Regions from separate parts of the Gossypium hirsutum genome. Here region 1 is linked to region 2. The links are chromatin contacts, called in public Hi-C maps. All regions are on one chromosome and are shown on one strand. The core of a region is the stretch at or near the end of the contact, and the rest is flanking DNA. Distances in the headings are between cores, read along the strand shown. Region 1 holds the start of LOC107886482 (probable pectate lyase 5). Region 2 holds the start of LOC107886489.

What was found. Hi-C and Micro-C count contacts between places; a contact is called where the count stands out from the background.
Region 1: a contact with region 2 is called in a Hi-C map of leaf, with 2.6 times the contacts expected there. The contact joins the promoter of LOC107886482 here to the promoter of LOC107886489 in region 2. A contact is called at or near these places in 2 of 34 Hi-C or Micro-C datasets (both in leaf).

The regions. Positions count from the first base shown.
Region 1 is chrA03:94,388,155-94,394,901 of Gossypium_hirsutum_v2.1, forward strand. It overlaps LOC107886482 (probable pectate lyase 5), which reads left to right and starts at 2,322. Exons shown (of 4, transcript XM_016810454.2): 1 at 2,322-3,108; 2 at 3,213-3,962; 3 at 4,055-4,193; 4 at 4,302-4,779. The coding sequence starts at 2,879. The coding sequence ends at 4,523.
Region 2 is chrA03:94,058,941-94,065,851 of Gossypium_hirsutum_v2.1, forward strand. LOC107886489 reads left to right here and starts at 5,487. Exons shown (of 6, transcript XM_041098771.1): 1 at 5,487-5,818; 2 at 6,381-6,448; 3 at 6,548-6,911. The coding sequence starts at 5,689.

The DNA of each region.
Region 1 (6,747 bases), core at 1,072-3,571, 330 kb after region 2:
ATCATATTCTTTTGAGTTCAGTCAAATCATTATTCGGCTCTGGGTATGTGTCTCGTAACCGTCCCATCTCGATCAGACCTCCGTTAATATTATCCAGTATAGCACCCAAAAGCTCGTAGCATACGGGTCCCCAATCAGTAGATGATGTGGACTTAGTGACTGTGTACCCATCCACCGGCAATCCCAATTCCAAATGCACGTCTTCCAGAGTGATAGTACACTCTCCGCATGGAAGATGAAAAGTGTGCGTCTCAGGTCTCCACCTCTCTATCAATGTACTGATTAGTTTTGGGTCCAACTTGCACCCCCGGCCTATCGTGGCCACGTGCCAAAATCTCACTTCCTGCAAGTAATTCTCGATCAATGGCGATGGAGGACCAAACATATTATGGATGTAGCATTGCAACACCCGATCTACAGACTATTATAAAAATTTATAAAACAAAAATTAATTAAAATTGCTTAATTAATGCAAACATCATAAATGAAAAAAAATCAAGCAGTATTGAAATTGTAATTATAATTGTATAAATGAATAAAATATCAAATAATATTGCAAATTTAATTAAATTTGCATAAATTAAAAAAATATCAATAGTATTGAAAATTTAAAATTATCACTTACCATTGTCATTTGATCAACGGAGATGTGCTTATTATCGAGACAGATTAATTCTCCGACCATTGCTAACACGATCGGATTTTTTTAATTTAAAAAAATTAAATTAAAAAATTTTAAACAAAGAAATTTGATAGAATTTTGAGAAAATTTCAGTGAAATTTGATAGATTTTTGAAGGGAATATTGAAAGAATATTGAGAATTATGAGAGAATTGTGTGAAAAATAAATAAAGGAAAAGGAATTTTGAGAGAATTATAGAAATTGTGAGAGATTTGTGTGAAAAAATGATTTAGGGGGGTTTTATAGTTTGTTTTTAGACCGTTGGAAGCCAATAGTCAAATTTTTTACCGTTACACGGGCAAAACGCTTCCCTTGGAGAGCGTTTTGTCCACGTCAGCAAAGTGCGCTCTCAAGGACGTGTTTTTTGCTGACGTGGACAAAGTGCTCCCCCAGGGAAGCGTTTTGCTGACGTGGACACTAAATCGCGCTTACGTGGACATGTTTTCGTGGAAAATGGCCTAATCCGGTAAATAACTCAATAAACGATCCATTTCCGTAATTATATTTTTTAAAGGGCCTTTTTGGGTAAAATGACTTAAATTTGAATTATGTAAAATTTTTTAACTTAAAAAATTAAACTTTGAAATTCTCTCAAATGACCGGTTAATTTTAGAACAATAAAAAAAACCCTATGTTACCAATGCAAATAAATAAATAAATATATAAATATGATATATCATAATAATATATACAAAAGCATGCATGTATGCATAGCTAAAATAACCCTCTTTCACCACAAACTATTATCAATGAACTTCAACTTTTTTTTATTCCTAAACATGCTTTTCTTCTATGCCAAAAACAACTTTTTTATCCTAATAATAAAAAAATTAAAAATACAAAATTAATCACCCTACAAATTAATTACCGAAATGGACTGTTTGCTATAATATTTTTTTGGTATCACTTGACAAAAACATAATACAAAAGCAAAGCAGATGTAGATTATAAAACAAATTTTCAAAATTATTATTACAAAAAATATATAAAAACACATTCCTGCTTACTGGTGGTTTCTTTCAACACAAACTCTTCTCCCAAAAATACTAAACTGCTTTAATCAAGAAAAAATATTATAAAAATAAAATTATTATTTTATTATACATACCAAAAACACTAAATTGTTTTATTCACAAAAATATTATTATAAAACTAAAATTATTTTTTGTTATACATACCACAAATATTAAATTGTTTTACTAAAAAACCATTATTATTATAAAAATAAAAATATTATCTTACTATACATACAAAAAAATTCAACATATATATATAATCCATTCAAATAATATTACATAATAAATTTTCAACCCAAAAAATATTAAAAATGTAAAAATTTAATGCTCAAAATCTCTAACAAATAATAATTACAAAAAAAAAGTCATGAAAGTCTCAAACAATTTTTTGCCATACCATTTCAGTATTTAATAATTTTTTATATTAATTAAGTAAAAAACTAAATAAAAAAATAATAATTAGAAAAAATAGAAAATATGCGTGCTAGGGTGCTTCCTTTCTTTCCAGCACAAACACTCACTCCTCCTAACCCTAAACTACCAAGCCCTATTTCTTTAACACACAGTCAAGCAGGGTACCAAGTTATATATATAAGGTTAAGGGAAAAATGGGGAAATTGGGTGTAAAATTTAGGGCTGAGGAAGAAAAAAAAAAAGACCCTTAATTGTCGGGTCACGTTCGCTGCAGGTGATCAAATCAATGCCGCCTAATTTCTACTTCCCCATGTCTAATTCTCTCCCCATTTTTTGCTTCTCAGTCACGGGTTAGTATTTCTTTTACAACAGTGGTGCAGCCTGACTTTCACCCTCCACTCATTAAAATTATTTTTATTGTATCAAGTTCTACATCATACCAGTGTCGCTGTATAAGTTGGCACTACCAATAAAATATAATTTTTTTAAACTTTATTATGGCCTAATGATAACTTGATAATGTTGGAAAAAAAATGGATGATGCCACCACCTTGTCACACCAATAAATACTCTTCGAAATATATTATTTTAGTAATTAATTTGATTGCAATACCATTTCCATTATTAATTTTATTTTTTTGTGCTCTGAGAGGTAAAAAAGCTTGATTAAGTATTCAGCTTCTCCGATGAAGGTTTTATTTGAAAATAAAATGTACATTTGAATTAAATAATAAAGTTATTTAATTAAAAATTAAAGCTATTCTGTATGTTCTATCTATCCCCTGCTTTATCCCTCATTATAAAAAGCCCTCCTTTGATCTCAGTTTCTCAGAATTTCTCTCCCTTTGTACATTCCCACACTTTATTAAGCAATAAAAAGAAAGCTATAATGGCAATCCCATTGTCCTTTCTACTGCTTTTCCCTCTCTTGGCTCCCACATTTGTTTTCTCCTCACCAGTTCAGGACCCCGAGCAAGTAGTCCAACAAGTCAATGAGTATGCATTAATTTCCTGTACTTCAATATCTTTCATCAATGCCGATTATGAAATACTGAATCATTTTCGTTAATTCCTTTTTGGCTTAATTTTCTGTACTGCAGGAGCATAAGAAATGCTACTATGGCGAGGAGGAGCTTGGGGTTTCTCTCATGTGGAACCGGCAATCCCATCGATGATTGCTGGCGGTGCGACCATCATTGGGAGAAGAACCGTCAGAAGCTAGCCGATTGCGCCATTGGGTTCGGCAAGCATGCCATTGGTGGGAGAGATGGGAAAATATATGTGGTGACTGACCCTAGTGACCATGACCCTGTTAATCCTAAACCTGGAACCCTTCGATATGCTGTCATCCAAGATGAACCTTTATGGATCATTTTCGCTCGTGACATGACCATCAAGTTGAAGGAAGAATTGCTTATGAACTCGTTCAAGACCATCGACGGCCGAGGCGTCAGCGTCCACATTTCCGGTGGGCCATGCATTACTGTTCAGTACGTGACCAACATCATAATCCATGGGATCAACATTCATGATTGCAAGAGAGGAGGGAATGCTTATGTGAGGGACTCTCCTACCCATTACGGCTGGAGGACGATATCGGACGGGGACGGGGTATCGATTTTCGGAGGCAGTCATGTTTGGGTGGACCATTGCTCTTTGTCTAACTGCAACGATGGGCTGATCGACGCCATTCATGGATCCACCGCCATCACCATTTCTAACAATTACTTGACCCATCATAACAAGGTCATGCTATTGGGACATAGTGACACTTACAAACAAGATAAGAACATGCAAGTCACCATTGCCTTTAATCACTTTGGAGAAGGCCTTGTACAAAGAATGCCTAGGTAAAAAATATATATATACTTACAGTCTATGATTAACCTGAATCTCTCTCTCTCTATGTATATACACATATATTAACTTATCACTTATGCAGATGTAGGCATGGATACTTTCACGTGGTGAACAATGATTACACGCACTGGGAAATGTATGCAATCGGTGGCAGTGCTGATCCTACAATCAACAGCCAAGGCAATAGATTTCTTGCACCAAATGATGCAGACAACAAAGAGGTCTATACAATTATATCATTAATTGGTTCCAATATAGAAACTGGGGGGGGGGGGAGAGAGGGGGTAAGCTTTAAACTAACATATTATTATGTGCTAAATAAAATTCAGGTGACAAAACATGAGGATGCGCCGCAAAATCAATGGAAGCATTGGAATTGGAGATCAGAAGGGGATTTGATGTTGAATGGAGCCTTCTTCACCGCATCCGGAACCGGGGCTTCTTCAAGTTATGCCAAGGCGTCGAGCTTGGGTGCGAGGCCGTCATCACTGGTGAGCTCACTCACAGCAGGAGCGGGTGCACTCGTTTGCAAGAAGGGGTCGCATTGCTAGTGAAATGGCTAATAGGAATAAAGATAAGAAGGCTGGAACATGAAAATTATCCCAAATTGTAATTAAAAAGAAGGCAGAATTCATGTTTCTGTATATTGGTGAAATAATGTTGTATTGTTAAGTTTGGAAGATGTATAATATAAGTGTACAAATACTGAATCAGCCTGCTTCTGTGAAACCAGAAAAAAGAGCTGAAAGAAGTGTTTGATAAATTGAAAGTTGAGTTCTATCAATGAAATTACTCATTATTGATTCATATTAGTTTTGGTCACATGGGGTGGTGCAGTGACACAGTGGTGGGAGTGTCGTAGTGGAAGGGGAAAAGGCTTTATTTTCCTTTAATAATTAAGACTTGTATATTTTTGCTTATATTTATGTCGACTGCTTGTTGGTTCCCTTGACAAAGTTGCGAGTTCTGGGACTTTTTTTATCTTTTGTGGGTTTTTATTTATTTATATAGGAAATTAGGAAGGAAGGAGTATATCCTTTAGCTTCGACCGACACCATTTCACGGGCAACCATAAACGACACGTCTCCGACAATATCAGTCACCATAAATGATACTACCTGTCTATCACCCCATCCATAAATAGGATATGAGAGGTTTGTTTTCTTGTAGTGATTGCTTCTTCTTTTTTTTAATTTATTTGTCCATTAGATTGCTTTGCTGTTTGTAGCCTTGTAAGATATTTAAGACCCAAACTAAAAACTACATAATTACAGATCATCTAATCTAAGTTTTGTTCAAGCAAAGAATGCTACAGGCTGCGTAAGACATGGTGGAAGGGTAGGGAGACAAGCTTTCTTTTTGTTATGTTTACTTATAATTTGGTTAAAATATGTAATCAAATTCGGTAGCTTTGGGCTTAAAATATTTTCAAATTTAAGTGAATCACCGAATTTTTAAAATATATCAAATTTTTGAAGAATAAATAAATTTATAATTTAGTTTTTATATAATGTGGCAACAACATAATTCCGAGTTATTTTAGTCAAAAGGAAAATGGATGGATAAATTGGATTCCTTGTATTGGTTATGGAATAGTTGAATTTGGTAACATCGATTTAAACTATAAATTTTGAGTTAATTCTCATTTGAATTATTTTGAATTTAGAATATTAAAAATTAAGTTTGTAAGCTTTTCATTTAATTACTATAAATTTGAATTAATTTAAGATTTGATGGCTTTCGACTTATGATATTATTCTAGATTTGAATATTTTAGGTGAAATGGTTTTGGGTTTCAAATTTGAGGAATTTAAGGCGAGTTAACCCATATTTATGTTAAAGTTTATGAAAACAATGGATACAGCACAAGGAATGTTTTTAGCAATTCAAGATTCCTGCTCCGGTAAAAATTAGGGGGTGTGATGTGGTGTAGTATGGTTCGCCAATTTCAGAGCTTCTTATCTAAATGGTGTGGTAACACACCAATGAGTATATATTCTTTACATTCTATTTCACCATTGGTGTGAAACTTGTCTAATTGTACAATGGTCCATTATACATGTCACCACTTTAAAGTATGCTAGTTTGTTTCCAAGCCTGCTACCACTTATATTTCTTAAAGGGTTATCTTTGACAAAGATTTTCTCTCTTAATTTTGCTAATAAAATTCTCACCAAAAACAATAATTGATATGTCAAAGGTCTAATCCTTAACAGTACTAATAATCTTTTTTTCCAATTGTCTTGATCATGGGATATCATTGAGAAATAGGAGTCCATGTTATCAAAAGATTTTCTGCAATTATTTCTAGTATGCAATGAGTCAATCATCCACTTTGGTATCTTATTGACCAAAAATGGTGATATTGTTCCTCCGTTGATCAAGAATTTCGATTTTTGAGAAGTATTATGATCATCCAATAAGAAAAGTTTCAATTTTTTCAAATGAATGATTTGAAGACCTATTGATTCTAACCATTGATTGCAAAGTTGATTATTCAGACCTTTCAATTCATAGATTTAGATCTCAGACCTATGAATGGGGATATTCTCGAAACTCACAAAGAAAAAAGGAAGTGAGTTAGACAAAAAGAGAAGCAACTTGGACAAAAAGAGAAGTACCTTGGACAAAAAGAAATAAAGTGACTTAGACAAATCTTTTTTGTCGATAACCTCAAACCAATTAACCGAATATTGATTAATACGTAATCGATCATACACTACTTGAAAACGGCTCTTCTGCTCAAAAACAAAATGTTCCAAATGCTCCTGAAAA
Region 2 (6,911 bases), core at 4,237-6,736:
CATAGTTAATAGTTTTCTTTAAGTACCTAAGTATTCTATTCAAAGCTTGCGAATGCAAACTACTTGGATTACTTGTGTACCTACTTAATTTCCCAACAGCATATGCAATATCTGGTCATGTACAAGTCATTATGTACATAATACAACCAATTAGATTTGCATATTTCAATTGATCAATTTTCCTACCAGTATTAAATACTAATTTTATTTGAGGATCCATGGGTGTAGATGCTGGTATACAGTTGAAAAGATCAAACTTTTTAAGCACCTTTTCAAAGTAATGTGATTGTGATAAAGCTATAGTGCTTTCATCTCGAGTTATTTTAATCTTAAGAATAACATTTGCTACACCCATATCCTTCATAACAAAGTTGTTTGACAAGAATTTCTTTGTGTTTTCTATTTGTTCCAATTCCGTGCCAAAAATAAGCATGTCATCTATATATAAGCAAATTATGACGCCTTTTCCATTTTCAAATTTGCTATATATACACTTATCGGATTCATTTATTTTATAGCCATTAGCTAAAACAACATTGTCAAACTTTTGGTGCCATTGTTTTGGTGCTTGTTTAAGTCCATATAAAGATTTAACAAGCTTACAAACCTTATGCTCTTGTCCTGGAATAACAAATCCTTCCAGTTGTTCTATGTACACTTTCTCTTCCAATTCACCATTTAAAAATGCAGTTTTAATATCCATTTGGTGAACAACCAAATTATATATAGAGGTGAGTGATATTAAGAGTCTAATTGTAGCAATTCTTGCTACTAGAGCATAGATATCAAAGTAATAAATACATTGTTTTTGTGTAAAACCTTTGGCTACCAACTTTGCTTTAAACTTATCAATGGTTCCATCGACCTTCATTTTCTTTTTGAAGATCCATTTATAACATATTGGTTTAGAACCTGGTGGAAGATCAACTAAGATCCAAGTTTGATTTCTGATTATTGAATCCATCTCATCATTTATTGCTTCTTTCTAAAAAGCAGAGTCTTGAGATTTCATTGCCTCTTCAAATGTAATAGGATCAGATTCCGTATTATGACAATAAGGTACCTTATTACATACACTTTCACATTTTCTTTCTACAAGAAACTTAATGAAATCTGGTCCAAAATCTTTGACCTTTTTAATCCTCTTACTTCTTCTTAATTCTTGACAAGATTCATCATTATTATCAATTTTTTCTAATGGAATCTCATTCTCATTTGAAGAATAAATCAATTATTGTGGCTGTAATTGTCTTGATATAGAATTAAATCTATTTTCATCAAAAATAGCATCTCTTGATTCAATAACAGTATTAATTGAAATTGAATCATTTAGTTCAATTATCATGAACCTATATGCCTTGCTATTATGTGCATATCCTATAAATATGCATTCAATTCCTTTTTCACCTAACTTTTTACGTTTAGGTGTTGGAACTTTGACAATAGCTCTACAACCCCAAACCTTCAAATAATTAGGGTTTGGTTTTCTTTTCTTCCATTGTTCATAAGGGGTTATTTTAGTTTCCTTATTAGGAACTCTATTCAATATATGACAAGCTGTTGGAACAGCTTCTCCCTAAAAACCTTGTCCAAGATCTGAATATGATAATATTGAATTTACCATTTCAGTCAAGGCTCTATTTTTCTTTCAGCTACACTATTTTGTTGTGGTGTGTAAGGGGCTGAAACTTGATGGACAATCCTAGTGGATTCAAAATAACATGGATTATAGTATTCTCCACCTCTATCTGATCTTAAGCACTTGATTAATGATTCGCACTGAAATTCAACTTCAGATTTATAAACTTTAAATTTATCAAGCGCTTCATCTTTTGAATGTAATAAATATACATAACAATATCTAGAACAATCATCAATAAAAGTAACAAAATATTTCTTTCCACCTAATATAGGAGTATTATGCATGTCACATGAATCACTATGTATCAAATCAAGTAATTTTGTTTTTCTTTTAACCTTAGGGAAATGGTTTCTTGTAATTTTAGTCAACTTACATGTATTGTATTTTTCAATATTATTATTAAAAACAGGAATTAAATCTAACTTATACATGTCATTCAATTTCCTATAAATCAAATGACCTAATCTATAATGCCATCAACAAAAAGATTCAACCATATAAGCAGAAATAGTATTTTTATTTTTATTAATAATATTTAGTTTGAACATACTCTCATACATATACCCTTTCCCTACAAAAATTCCTCCCTTAGACAAAATAAACTTATCTGCCTCAAAAACAAGTTTGAAACCAAACTTATTTAACAGACTTCTAGACATTAAATTCTTTCTAACTTCTGGTACATAATATACATCATTTAAGGTAAAAACCTTTCCAGAAGTGAATTGTAGTTCAACAAATCCTTTGCCTTTGATTGCTGCAGTGGAAGAATTTTCTATGTACAACACATTGTCATTTTCACATTGTGTGAACTTTGTGAACATGCTTTTGTCTTTGCACACATGTTTGGTTGCTCTGGTATCAATCCACCATGTATTATCATCTTGTGCCATATTAATTTTAGATATCATTGCAATGAACTTTTCATTATTATCAGCCTTAGAAGATGATTTCTTCTTTAAAAATCGACATTTGTTCTTGAAATGTTCCGGCTTACCATAATAATAACATGAGCCCTTTTGTTTCTTTTTGAACTTAGGTGCTCTATGAGTCTGTTTGAACTTTCTCTTGAATGGTTTAGAAGTCTGTACTTCCTCCATAACATGCACTTTGGCATTTTCAGAATTTATATTCTGATCTTACTTTCGATATTCTTCTTCAATACGAAGATGATTTGCCAAAGCCTCAAGAGATATTTTCTCTTTCTTATGTTTTAGACTTCTTTTAAAATCTTTCCAATATAGAGGAAGTTTGTCTATTATGGATGATACAATAATCATTTCATCCATTTTCATATCATATTGCTTAATTGATTCAGCATCTTTTCAATATCACGGAATTGTTCCATAACAAAGCGACCATCAACCATTAGATAATTATTGAAACGACTGACAAGAAATTTCCTACTTGTAACATCTTCGGTCATGTATTTTGTCTCTAATTTGTCCCATAATTCTTTAGCAGTGACCTCGTTTTGATAGGTGTCGAACAAACCATCTGATAAACCATTCAATATGTGGCCCATGCACATGTAATCAGCATTGTCCTATTTTTGTCTTTCTCGGGTTGCAACAACAGATTCGTTTTTAGTCCCTTCAAGTCTTGGAGTATCCAAAACATAAGCAATCTTCAAAGTTGATAATAAGAAGTGCATCTTTTTCTGCATCGTAAAAAATTACACCCATCAAATCGATCAAGTTTGACAAAATTGGAAGCCAACTTCTTTAGTGTTCCACTTTCATGTGTTGTGGTAGTCATCATGAATTATAACCTTAAAAATGTTAGTACAAATATTCAGTGAGGAAAATCTTGAACACATGAACGAAACTCGAACAGAAGAAGAAATAGGACAAGGCTCCAAGATGTGTATCAAGCTATTATCTTTAAGGTTATATTCGCCCCCACCTATCTTCGGTGTGCAAATGAGTTTCAAGCAAATTAACCTCGAAGATACAATGAAGCCAATGGCTATTTGCGTTTTGCACTGACGAGAATAGCCCACTACACACTGAGCAATATATGACAAGGAACTCAATTTCTATAAAGGATTTCTACAGTAATACTTTATAGAATAATCTAATAATATTAGAAAATGAAGGATGAAAAGAAAGAATATTAGAATTTGTTGGTATGATTTCCAAATGAAATCTCATTCCTATTTATAGGAATTTTCATGTCTCTTCATAGAGGCATCTTTCATCAATATGTGTCTTTCTGAATACTAATGTCTTTAAAATAAACACGTAATTATTCATTTAATTATAACTATTCAAATAAAATTATTTAAATAGTTATAATTCTTTTTCAAAAAATCAAACAATATAATCTTTTGATTAATTACACCCATTCATTTATAGTTATTAGAACACTATAAATATTTGAAAATGTTCCAACACGATGAACCAGCACCGCCACTACCTCTTCCACCTAAATCTGAACCAAGGTTAATTTCCATTGAAAGCCAGCTTCCAAAAGGAACTCTTGATGATAATGATGAAGAAGTTGGCTTTCTAGTTATATATTTTTTATTTTTTTATGTATTTAGAATTTTATTAATTTTAACTTTTTTACATAATTATATTTAAAAATATTTTAAAAAAAAAATGAAATTTTAGAATTTTAAAAGATTTTTTTGATATTTTTAATTTTTAAATAAAATTTGGAATTTATGATATTTTAAAGGATATTTTGATTATTTTTAAAATTTTAAAAAACATATTTTTAATTCCAAAAAATAAATAATGAAATTTCAGAATTTTTTAGAGATATTTTTGAAAATTTTTTAGAATCATCATTAAAAAAAAGTTGTAAAAGGACTAAATTGAATGTTTTAGTTATAATTTAAGAGTCAAATTAGATATTAACTCTTGGATTAATATGCCATGTCACTTTTCATAAAGGCTGTAACCCTCGTTAACGAACGAGTGACCAAAACTTTATAACTCGATCATAATAGTAACAAAAATGTAATTTTTTATAATTCAGTGGCAAAAAGAAAAAAATTGAATAAAGATGAGTGACTATTTATGTAGTTAACGCATAAAATTATTATAGGAAAGAATTATTTAAATTAAATTTTTATGTAAGATACTGTAATAAAGTAAAATATAAATTATTGAAGTAAATAAATAAGATTTTTAAACTAATTTTTATAAAATTAAAAAGATTAAATAGAAAGCACATGTTATTTATATAAAGTTATACAGATGTCGAAAGTGTAGACTATCCATATCGGATTTTTGTCAGCTTCGGTTATATAAGAAATAATAAAAAAGGTAAAAGTAATTTCTCACGATTTTAGGAAGATTTAATTTTTTACACATTTAATAAATATTTTTAAAAATAATCAAATAATTCTTCAAAAAAGGTCAAGAATTTCACTATCCATATATGAATATTACTTTTTTAGTGAGAAACTTTGACTTTTTTTTGTTTATATAAGATTATATTTACCCAAGTATTTAGAAAAATGGGGAAGTTGAATTTTTATAATTAAAAAAATTATGAAAATTAGTATTTTTATTATCTTTAATATAATTGGTATTGAAATATATTTAAGGTAAATAATTAAAAATATAATCAATTTAAATTTATTATTTTAAAATTAAAAATAAATTATATTTATTAAATAACCCGACACGAAATTCTAAGGTATTCAAGTGTTAAAAATAAAAATAAAAATAAAAATATTTCTCTCTATTTTGTATAATTTTGGATATATCCAATAATCATAAAAAAATGGAGATTAGGTGAAGCCTAACCCAGTTCCTATTTATATGGGTTAAGTTTAATAAGCCCGAACTCAAATATAAAAACAGGCCGATTCTCACTACTTCAGTTTTAAAGGACAAGACAGGCTTCAACATGTTCTAGTTAGTTTGTTTCGCGCATGCCGCCATTTAGGCCGAAGTCTGTTCGTCTTCCACACTAACAAACCCCCCCTCATTCCACAAAACTCTACCTCCTTTTCCTTTTCCTTTTCTACTTAAAACTCGAAACCCTTTTTTTCCCCGGTTATAGGTCGCCGTCTTCCTTTCAAAAAGGAAATGGAAAAGCCGGATTCCACCTCCGGTTGCGGTTGTTCCGATGTCTACCACAGTATTTTCATTGATTCCAACCTTGATACTCACCTCGCCATGATCGTCTCCGACTCCGAAACCGTTTCCGATCTTAAAAGTATGATACTTTCTCCCTTTCCCCTCTCATCTTTGATTTCTTGGTGTTTTGGTTTACCATTTGTCTTTTTAAGTAAAGTTTCATTCTTTGCTTTTGGAGGATACAAATTTATCTTCTTTAAAGTAATAAAGCAACGTTATCGGCTGGACTTTGTTTATTTTTCAATACCAGTTCAAAGTGTTCATCCATTTGAGACCTCAAGGATCAGAACTTGAATAGGAAATCTAAAATTTCCCCTGTAATTAACCTAAAATTAGGTGAATTAAAGTGCTGAAGTTGTTGTAGCCATTGAGAATTCCTCTAGAATGCTTGAACAGGAAAAGAAATGGTGCATTGTTTTGATATGTAGAATGTAGATATAGTTATGTTATGGAAGTTATGTATTATTTCTCCTTGTGCTTTATCATTCTCAAAAATAGTCACTGGTTCTAGTTGTCTAACATATTTTGATCTTAATTTAGTTTATCAACTTTTAGTAACTGACATATCAACTTCATCTTTAAGATCAAGTGTTGTAAAGTTCTGTTTTAGTTAGTAATATCTATGTGCTGCTGATTTGCAGAAAAGATACTGTATGAACACCCGTTGTGCTTTCCCAACATTGGGGAGATAAAGATTAATGCGTTAAAGGTTGGTGCTATATCTTGTACTGTTATGATGCTACTTGTTAAGGATGTCTTACTGTTGATTTTAAATTTTACATTGACATGGCTTTGTTAACATGAATAGGTAAAGCGCAAAGGATTTCTTTATCACCTTTCTGATTCCATGTTTGTGAAAAGTGCTTTTGGTGGAGTGAGCAGGAGTTGGTTTCTTTCGGTTGATGCCTCGAGTGCTAAAGAGCATAGGGAAAATCATAATTCCATTGAACCTGATGCTGGCAACATTGTAGCCTGCTTCGGTACTGGAATTAATAATTATTCGGTTGATGTTGTTGATCTTCTACCTGTTGATAAAGCCAAAAGATTGTCCAATGTCAATGATGCACCTTTGCTACAAGACAGAGATGACTGTCATGCAAAACAGAATTCTGCGTCTCAACAGTTTGGTTTTAGCAATTCCACCAAAGAAAACTCAGGAAATTTGTGTAAGG